Regions from separate parts of the Sus scrofa genome. Here region 1 is linked to region 2. The links are chromatin contacts, called in public Hi-C maps. All regions are on one chromosome and are shown on one strand. Each heading gives the region's core, a stretch centred on a gene start, on an enhancer-like site or on the middle of the called end of the contact. The rest is flanking DNA. Distances are from core to core; before and after follow the strand shown. Region 1 has its middle 6.7 kb from the start of MC5R. Region 2 has its middle 47 kb from the start of MC2R.

Evidence for each region. A called contact is a pair of places that touch in the nucleus more often than the background predicts.
Region 1: a contact with region 2 is called in a Hi-C map of omental adipose tissue, with 1.6 times the contacts expected there. The contact joins two enhancer-like sites. A contact is called at or near these places in 13 of 47 Hi-C or Micro-C datasets (embryonic fibroblasts, epiblast stem cells, fetal heart ventricle and 7 more).

Annotation. Positions count from the first base shown.
Region 1 is chr6:96,313,559-96,320,703 of Sscrofa11.1, forward strand. No RefSeq gene overlaps it. Among named protein-coding and RNA genes, the nearest start is that of MC5R, 6.7 kb to the right of the region's middle. Within about 2 kb of position 2,888, at least 3 of the 83 cell types and tissues checked have an H3K27ac peak or open chromatin away from gene starts, as enhancers often do. A contact at or near this core is called in omental adipose tissue, where this site is marked.
Region 2 is chr6:96,191,034-96,198,028 of Sscrofa11.1, forward strand. No RefSeq gene overlaps it. Among named protein-coding and RNA genes, the nearest start is that of MC2R, 47 kb to the right of the region's middle. Within about 2 kb of position 5,193, at least 2 of the 83 cell types and tissues checked have an H3K27ac peak or open chromatin away from gene starts, as enhancers often do. A contact at or near this core is called in omental adipose tissue, where this site is marked.

The DNA of each region.
Region 1 (7,145 bases), core at 1,638-4,137, 120 kb after region 2:
AGAAAGTTGAGTAAGTTGCTGTTGTTTGGGGGTTTTCTGTTTTATATAGTGAACCAAATTCTAAGTCTATGCTGTCCAATACAGTGGTGAGTAGCACATGTCTTATTTAAATGTAAACATGCATTAAGCGAAAAGGTCCTCAGTCACACTGGCCATAATTTCAGTGCTCGGTTGCCACTTGTAACTGGTTGCTGCTGTCCTGAGCAGATCAAATCTGGACCCTCTCCATCATTGCCCTAACCTATACATGTCCCTTTCCACAGAAAGCCTTATGTTCTGGTAAGGGACAGAAAGCCATCTGCTCTGCCACCATGGGGGTGACATGGAGATTCTCAAGGAGGAGACTCAAGATGCTCTTTGGATGTGAGGGAGTTGTTCCCCCCAGATGAGCAGCTTGAAGTCTGGAAACAAAAAAGCATAAGCGGAGTTCCCGTCGTGGCACAATAGAAACAAATCCGGCTAGGAACCATGAGGTTGCAGGTTCGATCCCTGGCCTCTCTCAGTGGGTTAAGGATCCAGCTCCGATTGGACCCCTAGCCTGGGAATCTTCATATGCCCTGGGTGCGTCCCTAAAAAGACAAAAGACAAAAAAAAAAAAAAAAAAAAAAAGCACAAGCCGTGCTGGGAGTACTCTGGTTTTGTGGGTAAGTGGGGGGATTGGAAGATTAGCTCATATTGGGGAGGTCAAGGAAGGGGAAGGTATGTCAGGTACTTAGGCCAGCTCTAGAGGTCAGCAAGGACTCTGAGCAGGAGGAATGAACCCCCAGAGCAGCACTACCAGGGAGTCAGCACAGGAGGAGAAAGCCCGTGTGAAACTCAAGCCACAGCATATCAGCTCAAACACAAAACCTGAGGCTAAGCTAATGGATGACACGTGGAGCTGATGTTCATGGCAGGCCTGGCTCTCTTCAGATGAAGTGACCTGCTAGCAAGCTCTCCTTATCTCCATAAAGGGATGGCTCACTCAGGCAGGCCCTTATCAGGAATGAAGAGTTTCAGACCCCTGGCTAATCAGTAAGACCCCACTACCCTTCCCCTTACTCTCTGGCTGTAAGAAGAAGCAGCCAGTTTCCACTGGGGTCAGCTCTCCCTGACCTGCGCTAGGACCACAGCAGTTCTGACATAACTTAAAGCTGTTTGTGGCAGCAAGGACATAAAGGCACCATCAGGCATAGGCATTTGGGCCTTGGACCCCATAGGATTTTCCAACTGATTCTATAGTGACAGCAAGGGCAAGAGGGGAGCCAGCTGACCCCCTGTCTCTGCACTTATGGAAAGAGTACTGCTGACTGAGGGAAGGCAGAAGAGGAATGTGGGAGGCAAAGGTTGAGATGTTTGCATCTCCCCAAAACACCAGGCAGAAGCTTAGAAGGTAAGCCTCAAGGTGGAGGGTTTGCCCGGAGATGAAGGTCTAAATGACACAAGTGGACAAGACTGAGAGACAGCTTATACACAGAAAACCGCTGCAGGTACCACCTCACGGCAGGGCCCGCTGTGGGAAGGACCAGAGAAGGAAGAACCAGGGACTGGAAGTGGCCCAGAACAGGACAGAGTGCGTGGAAGCCAAGGGGGCACGTTTTAGAAGCAGACATTATTTAGCTACAAAGGAGGCAAAGAGCAGAGGCTGGGGACAGGTGTGTGGAGCAGGTGAGTTCAACTCCTCAGCAGGGGGGACAAGGCCAATGCCCACTTGGTTATCAGCAGTTGGGGGAAGGAAGGACACAAAAAGACACAAAAGGAAACCGGGCTTAAGTTTCCTTTGGGAGAGCCCTAAGGATGTGGATATTTCCATAGCACTGCTTTCCTCATCCTCATCCTGGTTTTGTGATCATTGTGCCAGCCCTGCTGCTGTGGGTGGGGCTTGCTCTCGGGGCAGCAGAGGCGCCTCAGCTATTCCCCCAGATGCACATCACAGCCAAGGACAAAGTCAGTGTGCAGGAAACACACGGGTGAATCTTTGCCTTAGAACTAGACTCGGGCAGCTCTAAAAAGTGTATTTGTTCCAAGTGAGCACAACGAGGCAAGAAAAAAGGAGGAAATAGGTGAATATGAAGGGATGGGACAGATCAGCAAGTTGCGATGGGAAAGATCCTGGGAAAGGGATAGTCAGAGCTATACCCAATCTTGAGGCTGAAGCCCTATCAGGATCTTTCTGAATGTGATGTAGAAGACAGGAGCAGTCCCGGCACACTGGACCGAGTCCCTTCCAGAGAACTTGGCAGGTCGGGCATTAGGCAGAGAGATCCGCCTTCCGCCTGACTTCCTGCCCACACTGGTGCAGGCCCTAGGTCGCATCAGGCCCCTGCAACAGCCTCCCCCCATCCCCTGGCCATCACTCAAATTTGCCAAACTGATATTATTGGATCATGGCCATGTGTTTTAAAAGAGAGAAGAAAAAGAGGAGTTCCCATCGTGGCTCAGTTGTTAATGAATCCAACTAGGAACCATGAGGTTGTGGGTTTGATCCCTGCCCTTGCTCAGTGGGTTAAGGATCTGGCTTTGCTGTGAGCTGTAGTGTAGGTTGCAGATGAGGCTTGGAGCCCACATTGCTGTGGCTCTGGCGTAGGCCGGTGGCTGCAGCTCCGATTCAACCCCTAGCCTGAAACCTCCATATGCCACGGGATCGGCCCAAGAAATGGCAAAAAGACAAAAAAAAAAAAAAGAAAGAAAAAGAAAAAGAAACACCCTCAGTGACTGTAGGAACCCTAGTTCCTACAAGTGTAAAACAGATTCTTCTCTTAGGCTCTCAAGGCCCATGTAATCCCACATCTGTAATTTCCAGCACATTTCAGTGATTTTTCACTTTTGCCCCAATGTACATCCTTGGCCTTCGCAGGCTATTTCGCCACTAGCAAGCATCAGATTCTCCCTGGCGATTGCCCGTCCCGGGCTGCCCTCTCCTCCACAGCTCTGGAAACACAGCCCATCCTTCAAGGCCTTTTGTAACCACTCATATATTAATCTCCTGACTTCACTAGTTCTAATAGTTCCTCCCTCAAATGTTACGCAATGTGGATCTTCAGTGGGAAGTGGGGAAGAGCCTAACCTCTCAAGAGCTTTTCCAAACCCACCCCTCACCCTAGACTCTGCCCCGCGCCCACCCCCACTGTGGGTTCAGTGCAGCCGACGTGGAGAGCACGGGTCAGCACCACTCCCACTGGGACCCTGCCTGAGGCGGGAATGTTCATACAGCACCAAGCACCAAGCAGTGTTGACTCTAGCCTGGTGCTACAATCAACCCAACCCTGCCATGATGAGCCGGAGGAGCCTCAAAGCCCCCAGAGTGAAGACTCAGCCCGCCAGATACCAATCAGGGTCCAGTGTCACCGGTACTGCAACCACCTTGCTATAAAGCAGAGGTTCCCAAAACCCCCCTCCTTGGGCTTGAAAGCCTCACAGAACTCAGAGACATTTTACTTACTCCACATCGCATTTATTGTAGAAGGATATAACTCGGAGTTCCCGTCGTGGCTCAGTGGTTAACGAATCTGACTAGGAACCATGAGGTTGCAGGTTTGATCCCTGGCCTTGCTCAGTGGGTTGAGGATCCGGCATTGCCGTGAGCTGTGGTGTAGTTTGCAAATGCGGCTTGGATCTGGTGTTGCTGTGGCTCTGGCGTAGGCTGGCGGCTATAGGTCCGATTAGACCCCTAGCCTGAGAACCTCCATATGCCGCGGGAGCAGACCTAGAAAAGGCAGAAAGACAAATAAATAAATAAATAATAAATAAAAGGATATAACTCAGGAACAGGACAGTCAGATGGCAGAGCTGCTCCAGGGTGGGGGCTCTGAGCTCCCCTGCCCTCTGCAGTCACCACTCTCCAAATGTCCACGCAGTCACCAACCAGAGTGCTCAGAGGCCCGTCCTTTAGGGGTTTTATGGGGGCTTCATGACACAGGCATGGCTGCTTTAACCATTGGCAATTGGCAGTTGAATTCAACCTCCCACCATCAGGGGAGGGGGTGGGGCTGAAAGTTCTACCCATCTAATCATGTGATTGGTTCCTCTGGAGAACTGCCCTGTCCTTAGGATTCCAAATCCTTTAGGGGCACTCCAAAAAACTGCCTCATTAACGTAACAAAATACACCTTCTCCATCTCGTAACTTTGTAAATTCCAAAGGTTAGAGGAACTCTGTGCAGGAATGGTACATATTTCTTATTATACATCATGATGTAACTGTGTCACCCAAGTCCATTGTCAGTTGCACAGAGTGTACTTTCCCATGCACACATGTTATAATGGTTCTTGGCCTGTTTGCTCCTTGAGGACAAAGGCCCTGAATGGCCCCACTCCAGGCATCATGCTGAGCTGGTGAGCAGGTGGGTGGGTCTTGGCAATGAAAATGTGAATGGAAATAGAAACTCACATGTCAGGACGGGGCTTCAGAACATCCTGGGTCACTGAGTGACTAGGAGACTCCTGGCTCATTTGTTCTGGAGCACGTAACACGATGACAAAGTGACCCATTAAGTCAATGTTTCTACCATAGTCTTGGTTCTCAGAGTGGGGCCCTTTGACCAACAGCACCTGGGAGCTTGTTAAAAATGCAAACTCTTAGTTCTTGCTCTGGAGTCACCAGCTCTCAATCAAACAGGCTCTCCTCATGTTTTATGTGGCTAGTCCAGTTTGAGAAGCTCTGGCCTAGACTATTCTGATAGGGGCAGAAATTGATACTTAAGTGGCTGAATTAAAACCAAAAATGGGTGCTCAGAGATTGAGGAAGCCTGGCAGTGAATGCTGCGTGGGGGAAAGAGAGTGTGGCTGATGGGCCGCTTATGAGTTACACAGTGGGACCCAGGACAGCCGTCACGTGTATTAGCTGCTGCCGGCTGCATTTTATGAGATCTTAAAAGAAAGAGATGAGCTGCCAAAATGCCAGCAGGAGCGAAAAGGATTCAAGATGGTAGCACAATGGGAATGCACTTAACACCCATGAACTGCAGGCTTAAAAGTAGTTAAGATGGTAAACTTTTGTTATGTGTATTTTACCACAATTGCATAAAGAAGTAAATAGGATCTTTAGTGATACATTTGAAACCATCTTTTAAAATTTTTTTCCCAGAAAAACCCAGCGCCAGGGACTTCAGAAAGAGAGGACACAGCTCTTCTCAGGCCAATAAGGAAAAGAGAGAAATAAGAGTTCCCTGGTGGCGCAGCAGGGTCAGGATCCAGCGTTGCCCCAGCTGCGGCTTGGATTAAATCCCTGGCCCAGGTGCAGCCCCCCAAATGAGAAAGAATTAAGAAAGCTGAACAGGGGAATTCCCTTATGTCTCAGGGGTTAACAAATCCGACTAATAAACCATGAGGTTGCAGGTTTGACCCCTGGCCTTGCTCAGTGGGTTAAGGACTGTAAGCTGTGGTGTAGGTCACAGACATGGCTTGGATCTGGCGTTGTTGTGGCTGTGGGGTAGGCTGGAAGCTGTAGCTCTGAATCGACCCCTAGCCTGGGAACCTCCATGTGCCATGGGTGAGGCCCTAGAAAAAGACAAAAAAAAAGAAAGTTGAATAACATGGATCAACTGAAACTCAGATTTGGAACCAGGATCAAATCAAGGGAGAGAGCTTTCACCTCCATCGCAAATCCCCTGAATGGATCTAGGAAGCTGATTCAGCAAGTCCTTTCAATTGGGTGAAGTGGCCCAGGGAAAGGAAGCTGAAAGCAGGACTGTCCCTCTGAGTACGACAGACTCAAGCACACAGTGACAATGAGAGCAAGAAAAAGGGGCAAAAAGGTGAGACGTGCAACAACCCGAGCAGGCTGAGATCTGTCCTGGGTGCCAAGGCGGCACTGGCCACAGGCTGTGGCTAAGCTCCAAGGCGGGCCTCTCCATTCACTCTGTCCTTGGAGAGTGTGTCTGTGTGGCCCCCAGGGCACCATCAATTTATTGGGACAATATCAGATAAGTTGTCCTTTCAAGTTTTTTGGTCTCCAGATCAAGAGGAGCGTGCGTGGACCTGATGTACAGACTAACTCCTGTTTCAAAGTCAACCCCTCCCTGGAAAACTTCCACATACCTGCCATCCACCTACAAGAAGGGCAGGCATAGCCCCAGGGGAGCAAGCACCACAGCCCCCCTCTACAGCCTGGGTGGTCTGTGCCTCAGCAATTCGCATGCAACTATGTAGCACTTTGAGTTGTGGAGCCTGTTTCCAGGCATCTTGAAACACTCAAAGCTCTTTGATGGCAGAGACCCTCTAATGGCTCTGGCTCTGGCTCTGGTCCCACACGGAGAACTGACAGGTAACATACTCCCAGCACTTGATTACTGAAAACAGACTTGCAGACAGGATATAGTCTCAAGTATACAATTTATTTATTTTCAGGAGTTAGGTCATTTTGAACTGAGAAATAGCCATCCTACAGGTGAGAAATACTGTCGAGAAACTTCATCATGATTCACCAATATTTGTTCGTTTTCATTTTGCAGCAGCTGCTGACAAATTGGCTAGAAGACCAAAAACCCCTGGATATCATGACCAGTTCACATGGGGGGGTGTGGTCTTTTCATTTGATTAACCATTCTTTGAACACATATTTTTTACATCCAGTCAAGTTCCTACAGAAGCAGAAAGAGTTAACATACAACACTGCACAGTTGTTATGTGGGCATTTTTGTTTCGGGGACTTTTGTTGGGGTTCCAAGGACTGGCTCACTATGGATATGCACCAATTCTCTGTTTACAAGAGTTCCTTCCAAACGGAGACTTGTGTGAACACTTGGGTTCCTTCGGCACTATTTATATACAGATTAAAAGCGTTTCCTTGAAGGCCTTTGTAGAAAAGGAAGGTCAGGACATCTCTGCAGTCATGAGGCACCCAGAGCGGCGAGTTAGCCCAAGGAGAGCCAGTCCCCAGGTGGAGCCAGTGAAACCACGTGGGCTGAAGCTTGATTCTGCCGGCAGATCACACTTGGGTGACCTCATTTGGCACCTGGTGAGTGCTATGGGGCAGCAGGCTAAGTACACATTGTTTAGCAATAATGACAAACATCACCCAAGCTCCAGGGCCACCGAGGTGAGCAAGGGGCCAGTGTTCACAGAGCCCGGGTTCCTGACACGACCCGCATAGCATGGACCAGAATTTACATGGACCATGGACCATCAGGATTACCTGGCCCTCACCCACATTTGTGAAAACACACA
Region 2 (6,995 bases), core at 3,943-6,442:
AAGTGGGCACAAGGTGACCATGCTCAGTGTCTGCTGGGTGCTGGCCTGGCTTTGAACCCTTCTCCTTATGCTTGGCCTGCTTCTCTTTCCATAGCCATCTACATCTCAATTACTTTCAGCTCCAAAAATCCACTTTTTATTGTACAAGGTAGAGAAGTGGGTGGGAGGCAGACTCCCCAGCCCACCTGAGCTTCCTTCTTGTTTTCTAGACAAAACTTAGGGTGCTTTTAGTACTGGCCAGGATCACAGAGTGAGTGGCCAAGATTCAAACCAAGGCGAGTCTGATTCCTGGGTCCTCATGCCCCCAGGAAGTCCACTTCTCACAGTCCCCAACTCAAAGCTTGTAAGTGAGCAGGATCTTGGGGGCCTCCCTGGGGTGGGGACAGTTCTACTGCTGTAGTGCCTCTCTGAAGCACCCAGATAACAGCATGGACTGCACAATTCCTGAATGGCTTTACACAACAATAACATCATTTAGTGAGGGGTTGTTCCATGAAGTGAATGGAAACATACCTACAAATCATTCCATATATTTTCCAGTGTAAAGTATTTACCCAATAAATAGAATGCTGCTACCTTCATTGTTGTATTAAATATTGCAAATAGCATCCTAGTGACTGGTGATGATTCTCAGAGGCCCCAGGTCGAATCTAGATGTGGAAACGGTCTGCTTGAAGCACAGGTGATTTTTCTTTTGTTCTGCTATGAAAGGAGAGTTCATTGCTCACTTGACAAATACTTTGTGTTGCTATGGAGGAGCGTGATCCAGTGGTCACCACCAGCTACTCCATAACCGAAGGTCATGAGCAGAATCACCATGGGGGGAGTTCTAGTCATGGCTCAGTGGTTAACGAATCCGACTAGGAACCATGAGGTTGCGGGTTCGATCCCTGGCCTCGAAGGATCTGGTGTTAAGGATCTGGTTAAGGATCTGGTGTTGCCATGAGCTGTGGTGTAGTTCATAGATGCGGCTTGGATCCTGCGTTGCTGTGGCTCTGGTGTAGGCTGGTGGCTACAGCTCCGATTTGACCCCTAGCCTGGGAACTTCCACATGCCGTGGGAGTGGCCCTAGAAAAGGCAAAAAGACAAAAAAAAAAAAAAAAAAAAAAAAAAAATCACCATGGGCGATGAGCCAGGTTGCATGGGAACCTGGAGGGACTTATGCTGCATGTAGCAGTACCATGAAAAGACACCAAGTTTGGCCACAAGAGGTAAGCTGGGGGTGGGGGTGGGGTCCTTGCTAGGAGCTGCCCTTCAGCCACAGTCCCATCCTGTTCTCTCCTCCTACTCTTGTGGCCTCTCAGGGCCATCGGGACCAGGCGATGGTCTACTGCTCCAGTTTACTTTTTTTGTTTGTTCCAGTTTTTTGTTTTGTTGCATTTTAGTCGCACCTGCACATGTGGAAGTTCCCAGAATAGGCACTGAATCCACACTGCAGTTGCAGCAACAGGAGATCCTTAACCTGCTGCATTGCAATAGAACTCCTAAATATTTGGTTCAAAAAATACAAATCTATCCTGCCCTTAATGCCTGCAATGCAATGCTGTTGGAGCACGTGGTGCTTTTCTAAATGATTCCTCTCACCAGGTCAGGTCGGTTTGTTTTCTAACTTAAAGAACTTGCATCACTTTACTGTTTTTCCTTGAACACCCTTAGGGTTTCTTCTCAGAAATACGGTTGTCAGCTTTTTCAACTGAACTTTGTCCTTCTTTTCCAAAGAAATTTAGCATTTGAAACATTTCTGTCTCCAAGAAAACAAAACACTATTTTTAAGGCCAATCTCTGATGCTATAATCCAGCAAGGAGTTATGTTTTTCTCTAAAAATGGCAAACTTTGGTTGGTCATTCCAGCTTAGGAACCACTCAAAGCTGACCTTTGCTGCAAAGAAAAGAGGTAAAGGTCTTCCTTGGCTTCTGACCTATTACCAACGGACACAGAAAATTCAGAAAACCATTGACCCGCCCCCTACCCCATACAATTTTGCCTCTGTCTAGACTTTCATGTGACATTCTAAGAGGAGATTTCCATATTGTTAGGACTAGGGGCTGCCTTGTCTCATTATGCAGCAGGGCTGGGTTCAAAGACAGGAAAATCTGCTCTTCAGAGACTCTTCATTGATGGACCCACTAACGACTCTGCAGTGGGATACTGGATGGATAAGTCAAGTCACAGAAAATGTCAGGACACTTGCACTTCTCCTCCAAAAGAAAAATAAGGAATTTTCCAAATGCTGCATGGTAGTTTATAAAAAATCATTTTTAAAAGTTTTAGTAAGAATCACTTTAAATTTTCTAATGAAAAGTGTAATAAAAGTTACTTATAAAATGTAAAATTAAAGTTATTAGAGAAAGAGAGAACACTGGCAGAAGAAAAGAAGGACTTTCCAGGATCCAAGAGGAGTCTGGAACATTGTGTGCTAAAAGAAATGAAGTGAGAAAGAAAGAAAGAGAGAAAAGAAAGAAAGAAAGAAAGAAAGAAGGGAAAAAGAAAGTGATGGGGCCATGCTGGAAGGATGCACAGGTCAGCTTAAAGGGGCCCCCATAATCCAAAGCTTGGAACTTGAGGGCTGAACTCCTTGCAATGTTTCCTTGCTCAGCTTCTGGGGTGCCGCACTGTTGGTCTTCCTCCCACTTTCTCTGATTCTCAGGCTAGCTCTTCCACATGACCCACCCCTCCAGTGCTTAAGGGCTTCCTATCTTGTCCTTCACAGACCTTCTCTATACTCACTGCCTAGGTGGTATTGAACACAATGCAGACCCTGAAACTCCTCAAGATGCTATCACTAGCCCAAATCTCTCCCATGAATCCCAGACTTGACTCTGTAATGGACAATTCAACTTCCCCACCGAGAAGGAGCAGCTTGGACGTGTTGAAAACAAGTGTCCCGATTTTCCCAGTCTCCCTGTCTCGGTCATGGCAACTCCACCCTCCAACTGAGCTTCATTCAACCCACATCCAGTCTCTGGGGAAATCCTGCTGTCTGCACTGTCAGAGCGAGTCCATAATCCAAACGTCTCATGACACCCCTGTCCCCTTGGTCTGAATCCCAGCAGTGTCTCCCTATGACTGCGAAAGCCTTCCCTGGGTTCCCTGATGCCATGCTTGTGTGTCCTACAGTCTATTTTCAACACACCAACCAGGGCAGTCTTAAAAATCAGAACCCTGAAATGCCACTCTTCTGCTCAAAACCAAAAGTCCGGAGTTCCCGTCGTGGCTCAAAGGTTAACGAATCTGACTAGGAACCATGAGGTTGCAGGTTTGGTCCCTGCCCTTGCTCAGTGGGTTAACGATCTGGCGTTGCCGTGAGCTGTGGTGCAGGTTGCAGACTTGGCTTGGATCCTTCATTGCTGTGGCTCTGGCATAGGCTGGCGGCTGCAGCTCCGATTTGACCCCATATGCCTCCATATGCCTCGGGAGCGGCCCAAGAAATGCCAAAAAGACAAAAAACAAAAAAACCCCCAAAAGTCCTTAAATCTTTATGATGGCAATCTGTCCAATGTAGAAAAACAAACAAAATAATTCAGACCTAAAATGCATTAAGTATGTCATTTATCCAACTGTTTACATTAACCAAATGAACAGATAATTTTTCACTTTGCTTTGTGTTCTTGAAGCACTATAACTCTCCTTAACCAAAGAGAAAGATACATTCTCTTTTATGTGTATATGGAGCTTACAATTCTGATTTACTGTAATTAAAAAGAAATGTTGAATATTGACTCATGCATGGAATTAACTTAAGGATTCCCTTGCTTTTGTAGTTTGTACATGTTAGTGACTGTTCAAGAAACTTTAATCCTAGAAAAGAGGAATTTTAATTATATTTGAGCCTTCGCTTGTGCATGGATGCTGTCATTTATGGTAGTATCTGGTAATTGAGATAAAGTAATTGAAAAAATAGAGGATGTTATGTTTTTCCATTATAATCTTCCATGTTAAGATTTAAGAGTTTTAAAATACTAAGAAGTGAAAACACTGATCCTCTCAATCATGTGTTAAAGTATTTGTGGAACAAATATCTTTATAAGATACTTTATAACCACAGCCATTTCCCAAAAGCTTTATGTGTGTGTTGTTAATGCATCACATTAACTAAAAACAAGTAAGTGTATGGAGTTCCCATCGTGGCTCAACGATTAACGAATCTGACTAGGAACCATGAGGTTGCAGGTTCGATACCTGGCCTTGCTCAGCGGGTTAAGGATCCGGCGTTGCAGTGAGCTGTGGTGTAGGTTGCAGAGGCGGCTCGGATCCAGCGTTGCTGTGGCTGTGGTATAGGCTGGCAGCTACCGCTCCGATTCAACCCCTAGCCTGGGAAATTCCATATGCCATGGGAGCAGCCCTAGAAAAAGGTGAAAAACAAAAACAAACAAAACAAACAAGTAAGTGTATTATTTCAGACAAGTATTAGGTATATTCTGGAATGATAGTTTTAGTGCATTTGCTGCCTGACTTCTTTCCAAGTGTCCTGTTCTTTTTGAAGCTAAAAGTCCTAAATAGCTGCTTAAAGACTGAAATCAGAGAGATTTTGTTTTGCTCAGGGAGGTTGTTTTTTTTTTTTTTTTTTAAATGACTGATTTTCTAAAATCTGAAAGTGAAAATAGGAGTTCTCTTGTGGCTAAGGTTAAGGTTAAGGATCCATCATTGTTGCTCCTGTGGTGTGGGTTCAATCCCTGGCTTAGGAACTTCCGCATGCTGTGGTCCTGGCCAAAAACAAACAAAAAAGTGAAAGTATTTCATATTTTGGAAGATCCAGTCAGTATTTCTGCCCCATGGGAGATTACAAAAATGGTCAAAACAACTTTTTTTTTTTTTTTTAAACAAATGCCTGTTTCAGGTAAATTTTCTGGGTCTACTTCGAAGAGGGTGGGGACACTGATTTCTTGCCAAAGATCTACAGAGAAGGAGGAGGGGAAATACCCACATGTGAAGAACTAAAACAGCTGCAAGGATATGAGAGGTGAGAGGGGGCATAGAGCGATACACTTGCTGGCCCCCTGCATCTCCTGGGGCTCTGGCACCTCTGTTCCATTGCTTACCTTTAAGATGTTGGTTCTTGTCCAATAAAGCCCCCTTTTGGTTTTGGCAAGTGTACTCCAAGACCTTAAGTGCAGGAAACCGAATAGGTAGCAGGACAATGACAGAGAACTTTGGAGAAAGTGTGTAGAAGCTGAGCTGCACAGGAAGGGGTCTCAGGTGAGAAGTCAGTCACCTGTGCTTCCCTTCTGAGCTGCCTATACCCGCAGAAGATCACACACTCGTGACAGGTAGGTGGAGGAACAGCCCATCTGACCAGCAAGTGGGGGGCTTGAAACACAGAAACTTACATCCTCATGGTTCTGGAAGGGAAAGTCCAGGATCGAGGGGTTGGCAGGTTTGGTTTCTCTCCTGAGCTTGCAGACCGTGCCTTCCTGCGTCTCTCTCAGTGTCCCTTCTTATGGGGATGCCTGTCTTACTAGATCGGGCCCACCCTAATGACCTCATTTTCCTCTTAATTCTCTCTTTAAAGACACTATCTCCTAATACAGTCACATTTTGAGGTCCTTAGGTTAGGGTTTGCAGGGACACAATTCAACCTGTAACAGGTTTCCAGCATCACGTTTTGACTATTTTAAGAAATAATGGGAATCGGGGAGAAGGGGAGGAAGAGTAGGGTAACATGCAAGCCCAGATTTTCTATGCCTCTTTGGCTTAGCCCCACAGCCACTTTCCAGGACTCAAATCTTTTTTTTTTTTTTTTTTTTTTTTTTTTTTGCGCCTTTTTGTCTTTTCAGGGCTGTACCCACGGCATATGGAGGTTCCCAGGCTAGGGGTCGAATCGGAGCTGTTGCTGCCGGCCTACGCCAGAGCCACAGCAACACCAGATCTGAGCTGCATCTGTGACCTACACCACAGCTCACGGCAATGCCGGATCCTTAACCCACAGAGCAAGGCCAGGGACCGAACCCAAAACCTCATGGTTCCTAGTTGGATTTGTTTCCGCTGTGCCACGACGGGAACTCCATCAATCTTTTTTTTTTTTTTAATTAAAGTGTAATTGAGTTGCGATGTTGTGTCAAAGGACTCATTCTCAAAGTAAGTGTCCTTTTAAGCTTCTGTTACCATCTTGGCCACGATCTTCCATTTTAAACTGTGGTATCTGGACCGGATGGTCTAGGTTGGATCTGACCAGAGCCAAACCAAACAGGATTATTCTTCACACTGATGTACCCCTCCCCAGGTTCCCAAACTTGAATTTGCTCTCTTAGGAACCACATCACATTAATGCCTGTTTTTGCGTTCTTTTTGCCTAAAACAAATCATCTGATATTTCCAAGTCACCTTCCTAAATGCTACATCTCTTCTCAATTGCCTTTGTGTGCCTGGGTTATTTATTTAACCACATACAGAAACTTACAAGCCCTTAATCAATTTCTTTCCGTTAGATTCAGACCTAGTCTTGGTCAGTTCAGACTGTAACGGAATGATGCGGTGGGGAGGACTTAAACAGCACAGTTTCTTTCTCACCATTCTGGAGGCTAACATCTGTGATCAAGGCGCCAACAGAGTCAGGGTGGGGGCCTCTTCCTGGGTAACAGTGCATTGGCTCGACAGATACTCAAGCAGCAGAGACAGAGAGTTCTGGTCTCTTTTATCCCCTTATAAGGGCACTAATCCCATCATGGGGGTCCCATTACTGCACCTAAACCATATAATTACCTCCCAAAGGCCCACCTCCAAATACCATCACACTGGGGATTAGGGCTTCCACCTATGGATTTGTGGGCTAGGGGTTGGGGGACCCAAGATATTCAGTCCATAGCACCATCTGTCTGCTGTGCTTTACGTGTAAATCTGGTTCACAGATGAGCCATAAAAGAACAGATTTCTGATTCACCAGAAAGTTTGTAAAAGTGAACCTCCCAAAGCAAAGGAAAGCTAAGCACCCCAAATCCAGGCTCCCCAGACACCTCCATGTAAATTCACTGCCTCAGATAATAACAACCAGCATCTG